Regions from separate parts of the Cricetulus griseus genome. Here region 1 is linked to region 2. The links are chromatin contacts, called in public Hi-C maps. All regions are on one chromosome and are shown on one strand. Each heading gives the region's core, a stretch centred on a gene start, on an enhancer-like site or on the middle of the called end of the contact. The rest is flanking DNA. Distances are from core to core; before and after follow the strand shown.

What was found. Hi-C and Micro-C count contacts between places; a contact is called where the count stands out from the background.
Region 1: a contact with region 2 is called in a Hi-C map of liver, with 2.5 times the contacts expected there. The contact joins two enhancer-like sites. A contact is called at or near these places in 3 of 8 Hi-C or Micro-C datasets (the CHO-K1 cell line and liver).

Annotation. Positions count from the first base shown.
Region 1 is chr2:287,003,310-287,006,761 of CriGri-PICRH-1.0, forward strand. Snx9 (sorting nexin-9) reads left to right here. Exons shown (of 18, transcript XM_035440425.1): 2 at 3,169-3,255. Among named protein-coding and RNA genes, the nearest start is that of Snx9, 35 kb to the left of the region's middle. Within about 2 kb of position 1,267, at least 1 of the 6 cell types and tissues checked has open chromatin away from gene starts, as enhancers often do.
Region 2 is chr2:286,928,024-286,931,534 of CriGri-PICRH-1.0, forward strand. No RefSeq gene overlaps it. Among named protein-coding and RNA genes, the nearest start is that of Snx9, 41 kb to the right of the region's middle. Within about 2 kb of position 1,793, at least 3 of the 6 cell types and tissues checked have open chromatin away from gene starts, as enhancers often do.

The DNA.
Region 1 (3,452 bases), core at 17-2,516, 75 kb after region 2:
CAAGGCAGCACTGTGTGGTCAGACTGTGTGGCGAGATGGAATCACCTCATGGTCTGCAAACAGAAGAGCCAAGAATGAGGCCAGAGTCCCAGGGTCTTTCAGAGGTGCATTCCCAGTGACCCTAAGACTCCTGTCAGAGCCCACCCCTCAAAAGTCTGCTTCTTTCCAAATCTCGTGTATTAGAGATCTTGTCCTTGATGGATAGGAGGAAAAGCGCAGGTGACAAGGAGAGAAAGTGTGGAAACAGGCAGGAGCCAAGTACTAGTAGAGGAAAGAGAAGAGGAGCAGATGATGAGGCTGCCCAGGGGTCTTCAGTGATGAGGGTTCCCTGCTTTGCAGATGCTTAATGGGCAATTTGTCTTCTGACAGTTTATGCTTGTTTAAAATGTGCTTTAGATCTTTTTGTTCTCCTAAATTATTCTCCATCCTGTTTCCTAAGAAACATCTCTAGTTTTTAAAGCATGTTTTAAACGTGTTTACACCATTTGTCACTTTTCCTGTGGGTCTTAGTCCATTGTGCCGCCATTGCAGAACTCTGGAGGGCAGGCAGGTAACTTACAAAGAATGGGATCTGTTCTCCCAGCATTATGGAAGCTGGGAAGTCAAAGTTCCAGACTATGTTAGGGCCTACTCTGCATCCCAAGTGGCACCATGAATACTTTGTCCTGGGGGGAGAGCATTGGTTGCTCACATTGGCAGAACAGCTGGAGAGAGAGAGACCCCTCTCACAGGCCTGTTTTGTGGCATTACACTCTGAGAGCCAACAGTACCTCCCTTAAGGTCTGCTCCCAACACTGTTGACATGGGGATTAAGTTCCAGTGTGAGTTTTAGAGGGGCAAAAACATTCTAACCATCCTGGTGTGACATGTCCACTAACATCTAAAGTATGAAGAGGTGTCCACCTCTGTTTCACTGTTTCACACTCTGGTTCACCATATCATACCTAGTGAACAAGGAGCCTCCGCATCTCTATCTGGGGACTCACTGGATTTAGAAGAACTGGAAAAATGCAGCAAGCATCTCAAGGAGCAGCAACAAAGCAGCAGGCTGCGCTCCAGCCCAGAGCTTGGCCAGCACACTGGGCCCCCCTCGAGAGGAAGCTCACTTCCTTCCGCAGGGCACCCTCACATTTATCTCCTCCTGCCCCATTGCGGAGGATTGAGGGTGATGTGACATGTTTTCAAAAACTGTCCTACAACATGACAAGCAGAATTGTATCTACTTTGCAGCTGTGTGAGGAGAGTACCTCCACGTGGTTCCTTTGTCCTTTGTCCTGGTCTGAGGAGACTGGCCGTGTTTGTCCCACTGCCTGTCTCTCAGCCCGTTCTTTGCTCCCAGGGAACGACTGATGGATTTCCTGACTGGCAAACTACACTGCCATTTCCAGTATTTTTTAGGAAAAATTTCAAGTGTGCAGAAAAATTTGAAACAATTTTCCATTCAACAGCACTAAGCACCATTAAATTCTGTAGCATTGTTAAACACCCAGTTTATGACGTGTTCACCTGGTAGTTTGTCTTATTTTTTTATGTATTTCAAGATAGTGGGTCCCCCATCTTGAGTCACTGCTTGTGACTCTTTCATCTCTGTTAAAATAGTTAGGATTGAAGCGAAAGGAAAACGGTGGCCAGCCAAAGGCTGGCTCTTGCTGTGTGGTGGGTGTTTGATGAAGACTGTTTAAGTGAAGGCAACTGCACTGTCTTGTTTCACTAGCTATATAGGAAACCCCAGTTTCCTTTTCATCATAGCTGGGTACTTCTAAAGCAAACACTGTGACCTAGGCACATGTGACCCCAAGTTTTAGATGGACTGCCGGAGGGAGATAATGCATGAAACATATACTTAGAGCTGGAAATTGGTCAGAACCTGGGCATGGTGGCTGAAGTAGGAAGACTGCCACAGTCACTTGTGGGCCACCCTGGGCTACAGGAAGAGACCCTGTCCCAAGCAACAACGAAGACACTGCATTAAGGACATAAGTTCATGGCAGAGTGCTTTCCTAACATGTGCAGTGCCCTGGCTTTGATCCTAGCAGCACACACACACACACACACACACACACACACACACACACACACACACTTTTATAACCATAGTTCTCTCTGGTGAAACATGCCTGACATTGCCTCAGGGAACACAATTTTTCATTGCTGTCTCAAGGACCCACCTGTAGAATAAGCTGAAAGCACAGCCTTCCTCACACCACAGACAACTCCCTTTAGTCTGCTTTTTCCATTCATTCATTCATTCATTCATTTCTGCATGCATGCACGCATGCTTCTGTGTGAGGGGTGTGCATGCATGTTTGCACACTTGGGCACATGGGTGCCAGTGAGCATGCCTATGTATGCATGCATATATATGTAGAGACCTATGGCTGACATCAGACGTCTTCCTCAGTTGCTATTCACTGTAGTTAAGGCAGGGTCTCAGCTGAGCCCAGAGCCTGCTGATTGGGCTAGTCCGGCTACTTCACTTGCTCCGAGATCCTGTCTCTGCCATCCAAAGGCAATAATTAAAAGCAGGTCAGAATTGGCAGGCATTACATGTGTGCTGGGGAGCCAAACTCTGACCCTCATGCTTGTGAGAGTTACCCACTTTGGAAGTTTGGAAATCATAGCTGTTTAGGTAACTTGGCTAGTATACGCAGCCCTGTCTAACTCTTGAGCCAGTGGGAAGTATGGTCGAGAGTCAGTGTCTGTTATGTATGAGTCTCAGATTTCCAAGTTAAATTGTTAGAAACACCATGTTATCAAAAGTCATCCTGGGGCCAGCTCCTGGACTGAGTGTTTGACCACAGGAGTTTTCTTATGTGTGAACCTGGAATGGCGTGCATGCCTGTGAGCAATACTGCCGTTCCCAGGTGTACCTGTTATAAACACCTGCGTCTACTTGCGACTGTCCAGCAAAACGCATGGCCTTTTCTTTGTGAAACATGTCTGTTGGAGCTGTATCCTAGGACTAATTTCTAAGTGCAGTGTGTGCAGGGTGTGTGGCTATCGGGGTTCCTGAGAAGACCATCCTCTTAGACTGTCTCCCTTTCTTCCTGATCAGCCACAGCCACTGCCAGGTTCACCCCATTGTGTTTACAGGCAAGCTAAAGGTTGTTGAGGTTTTGTGTTTGACATGCATCTCTAACTTCTCCTTTTCCTGTCCACTCCCTGCAGGCTCGGGTTATGTATGACTTTGCTGCTGAACCTGGAAACAATGAGCTGACAGTTAGTGAAGGAGAGATCATCACAATTACAAACCCGGTAAGAGCTCAGTGTGCTTACTGCTCTATGAATGTCTTTCAATTTGCCTCCCTTCTTAAAAGTTCGTCAGCTCACATCAGTGTTGCAGCTGTTGCTTCTGAAATACTGGTGGCGCTGTAAGAAGTTGTTGTGTGCACTGGGGGGTGGAGTGGGGGTTCAGATCCTAAAGATGGCCAAGTACACCACCGAATTCATTG
Region 2 (3,511 bases), core at 543-3,042:
CTGGCAAAGTGGCCCCTGAACTAAGTTTTTAAGATCAGTTTAGTCAAGGAGGGAATGGGGTCTTGGCGGTGTGGGGTGGAAGGATTCTGGGTCCAAAGAACAGCATTGGCAATGGAGTCCTGAAGCAGAAAGGTCCCTGTGGCCAAAGCATGGCTGAAGGCATGAGTGTAGGGATTTCACTAGACCCAAGATAAATGATAAATGGGCATTTATTGGGGAACACTTACACAGATAATAATAAAGAACCATGAGAGCGCTTCTTAGGTGACCCAAGAGAAAGATTGCAAGCAAAAGAAGCCAATGCCTCAAGCTTCCCTCTTTCTGCTTCCATCTGCCTGAAGTCACACTCAAAGGGGTGTGGCCACTGTTACAGGTTCACAGGCTAGACCGCTACACATGGGTCTGAGGAGCACTGGTGACAAGAAGGTCTTTAAGAAGCACATGGGTGCCAGGTCACATGCCAAGAAGCACAGACATTATCTGGAAAGCTGAGAGGGAAATGGCAACATCAGAAGTGTGACTTCAGAAGCCGTGTCCAGCGGTGTGGAGACCGGATTCAAACTCTGAAGTCTGCGATAGAGAGATCACTGGGGGGCTTCTGATGCAGCAGCCTAACTTCCCGATGACCCAGGAGATAAGCAGCAGACTAGAAGCCTCTGGAGTCAGGAAGCATCCACAATACTTGAGGTGCAGAACAGATCAGACTTATTGACTAAGTGGTCATCAATGAATAGTAGAGGCATGCACCAGGGATGACTCAAGGATTCTGGTCACTGTCACCAGGCAGATGGTGATATCATTTGCCTTCAATGAGCTTCATGGGGGAATCTCCATCTTATTAGTGTGTTGCGCTGTTGGCACATAGATGCTGAGCATTTATGGGCTGCAGCCAGCATAGGCGTTGATGGGGAAATGATAAAGAATGAGCTGGGAGGGGTTGCTATGCATCGGGAAGCTGCGTGCCCACAGCTGGAATTCCAAGGTGAGATCAGCCCTGGAGGTATGGATTCATGACACATTGTCCTTCAGAGAAGGAGGATGGGAAGCCACAAGGAATCATGACCATGTCCTGAGAAACCCCTTGGGTAAGGGGCCAAAAGATGAGCAGGAGTCTTTGAGAGCTTTGAAAAATTGGCAAAGACAAAACAAAACAGTAGAGTTATAGAGTATGGGGGGGTGGGCAGCCCTGTCCTCGGGGAAGCCAAACAGAATAAGGACTGAAACTTAGCTATCCAACTTGCCAAAGAGGACGCAGTGGTCACATCGCTCCCTTGCAGGAGTCCTGAAATCCATGAATGAAGTGAAGCTTCATTCTAGGAACATGGGGCTGAGAAAGAGGCCCAGCTGTTGTGCTGGAAATGATCCAGATCCAGAAAGGACCCAGTGCTAAGGACTCAGGAGTCTGTAAGCTGGCTGATAGCATAGCCATTGTTACAAGTTAAATCATACAAATTTACAAATCAAATGAGTTATGCTAAAAAGAAGGGTAATAAATAAGCAGCCAAGGCACACCACTTCTTATTAAGTGTGGTTTCTTATTGCCGATGCTGCCCATTGTACACACGTATGTACACTGTACACATACATTGTCTGTGTACAGGGACTGCTATGTAACTATAGGCTACTGTGCATCTCTTCCCAACTCACGCATTAACTTGTAGATAGCTCAGTATTGGCTTTGGTGAAAGTGTTCATTCTGTGACAGTCGGCAAATGTACACTTCAGAGCCCTTTATTTCCACACAGCTGGCTGTTAGTGCCAAGATACCACTGAAACTGAGCCATGGAGTGACACCCACCCCCTTCTTCCCCATGGGAAGTATCCAGCAAGTCCAGACTGACTCACAGTAGCACTGATCACAATCGGTCTGTTAAGCTTTAACCCATAACCAGTCCTCCACCTCAGGGGTGCTAGTTAATGGCTCTAGAGAACTGTCTAGGTAAGGCCAGCCAGCAAGGACACAGAGGGCTTTGTGTCACCGAGGAAATAGATTCCAGCTTCCTGACTTGACACCAAGTGCTGGATTCTAGGCCCAGAAGAAATCCAGAGTTGGAGTAGAAGTCTAGCTGGCAGCTGGTCGCCTGCACTGTGCTTGGATAGGGGCAGAAAGCAGCTGCAGATGGACTCGAGGTCCGTTCTCAGGTGAGGAGGGATCCCCAGTGTATCCCTGTGTCCCCTTCCCATTGCCCCTCAGCCTGGCCTCACAAGCCTATTGGAGGCTATGGGGTACCAGGATGGGGAAGGTGGTGCCTGACAGCCAAGAAGTGGGGTGTGAGGTTTACTAAAGAAGGGGGAGGAGGGAAAAGGGGGAAGGAGGGAAGGGAAGAGGAGGAGGGAGGGAAAGAGGAGGGGGGGGAGGAAGAGGGGACAAGAAGAGTAGGGGAAAGAGAAACCAAAAAAATTATTTTTTTAATTCATTGAACATGAATCATTGGTGTATGAGTCACTTGCTATACTTGAAGGCCCACAAGGGAGAGAAAGACAGGAGGACTCGGGGAGAATTGAGCACATGGTCTAGAGAGAATTAAAAAAGAAGAAACCATCCAAGTGTGTGGTGATACATTATTTATGATTTATTAAAGCTTGCCTGAGGATACAGAAAGCAAAGCCAACCACACTAGTTAGCTATAGAAGCCAGGGGGTGGTGGTACACACCTTTAATTTCACCACTTGAGAGGTAGAGGTATATGGGTCTCTATTAATTCAAGGCCACACTGAGCTACAAGAAATATATCCAGAGCCAGGCAGTGGTGGCGCACGCCTTTAATCCCAGCACTCGGGGAGGCAGAGGCAGGCACATCTATGTGAGTTCGAGACCAGCCTGGTCTACAAGAGCTAGTTCCAGGATGGCCTCCAAAGCCACAGAGAAACCCCTGTCTTGAAAAACCAAAAAAAAAAAAAAAAAAAGAAAAAAAAAAAAGAAAGAAATATATCCAGTTCTAAAAAGAAACAGCTCTCACAAAGATGATCTCAGCACTTGGGATCACACACCTTTAATCCCAGGACTCCTGCATGAGAGGTATTTAAGACAGGAACGGGGTCTCCAAGAGGCATTCATTCTCCAGCCACATTGAGGATAGGAAAGCAATCAATCTCTAGCCATGTTGAGGAGAGCATAGCAGTCTGAGTGAATCTGAGGAGCAGTGAAGTCGGCAGCAGTCTGAGGTTCGCCCCTTTGGTCTGATCATAGGTAGAGGTAAGAGCTAGTGGCTGGCTGCTTTGCTTCTCTGATCTTCAGCTTGAAGCTTGAACCCTAATATCTGTTTCTGGGTCTTTTATTTTTCATGCTACACAAGTGACCTGGGTTTTGTTCCTGCTTCCCTTCACAGTTCTAACCAACAGCAGCAGTGCTTTAAGCACACCTCTGGTTACAGCCCAGATGCACAGCCCCAAGCCAGTTCTAGGTAACCAGTTGACTGTACTGGGAGAGCTGACATGTACATTCTTCTTTAGTTCCTTTTTGTGGTGCTAGTTTCAGAGAACTTATTTTTGGAGTACTGGGAACATGTGT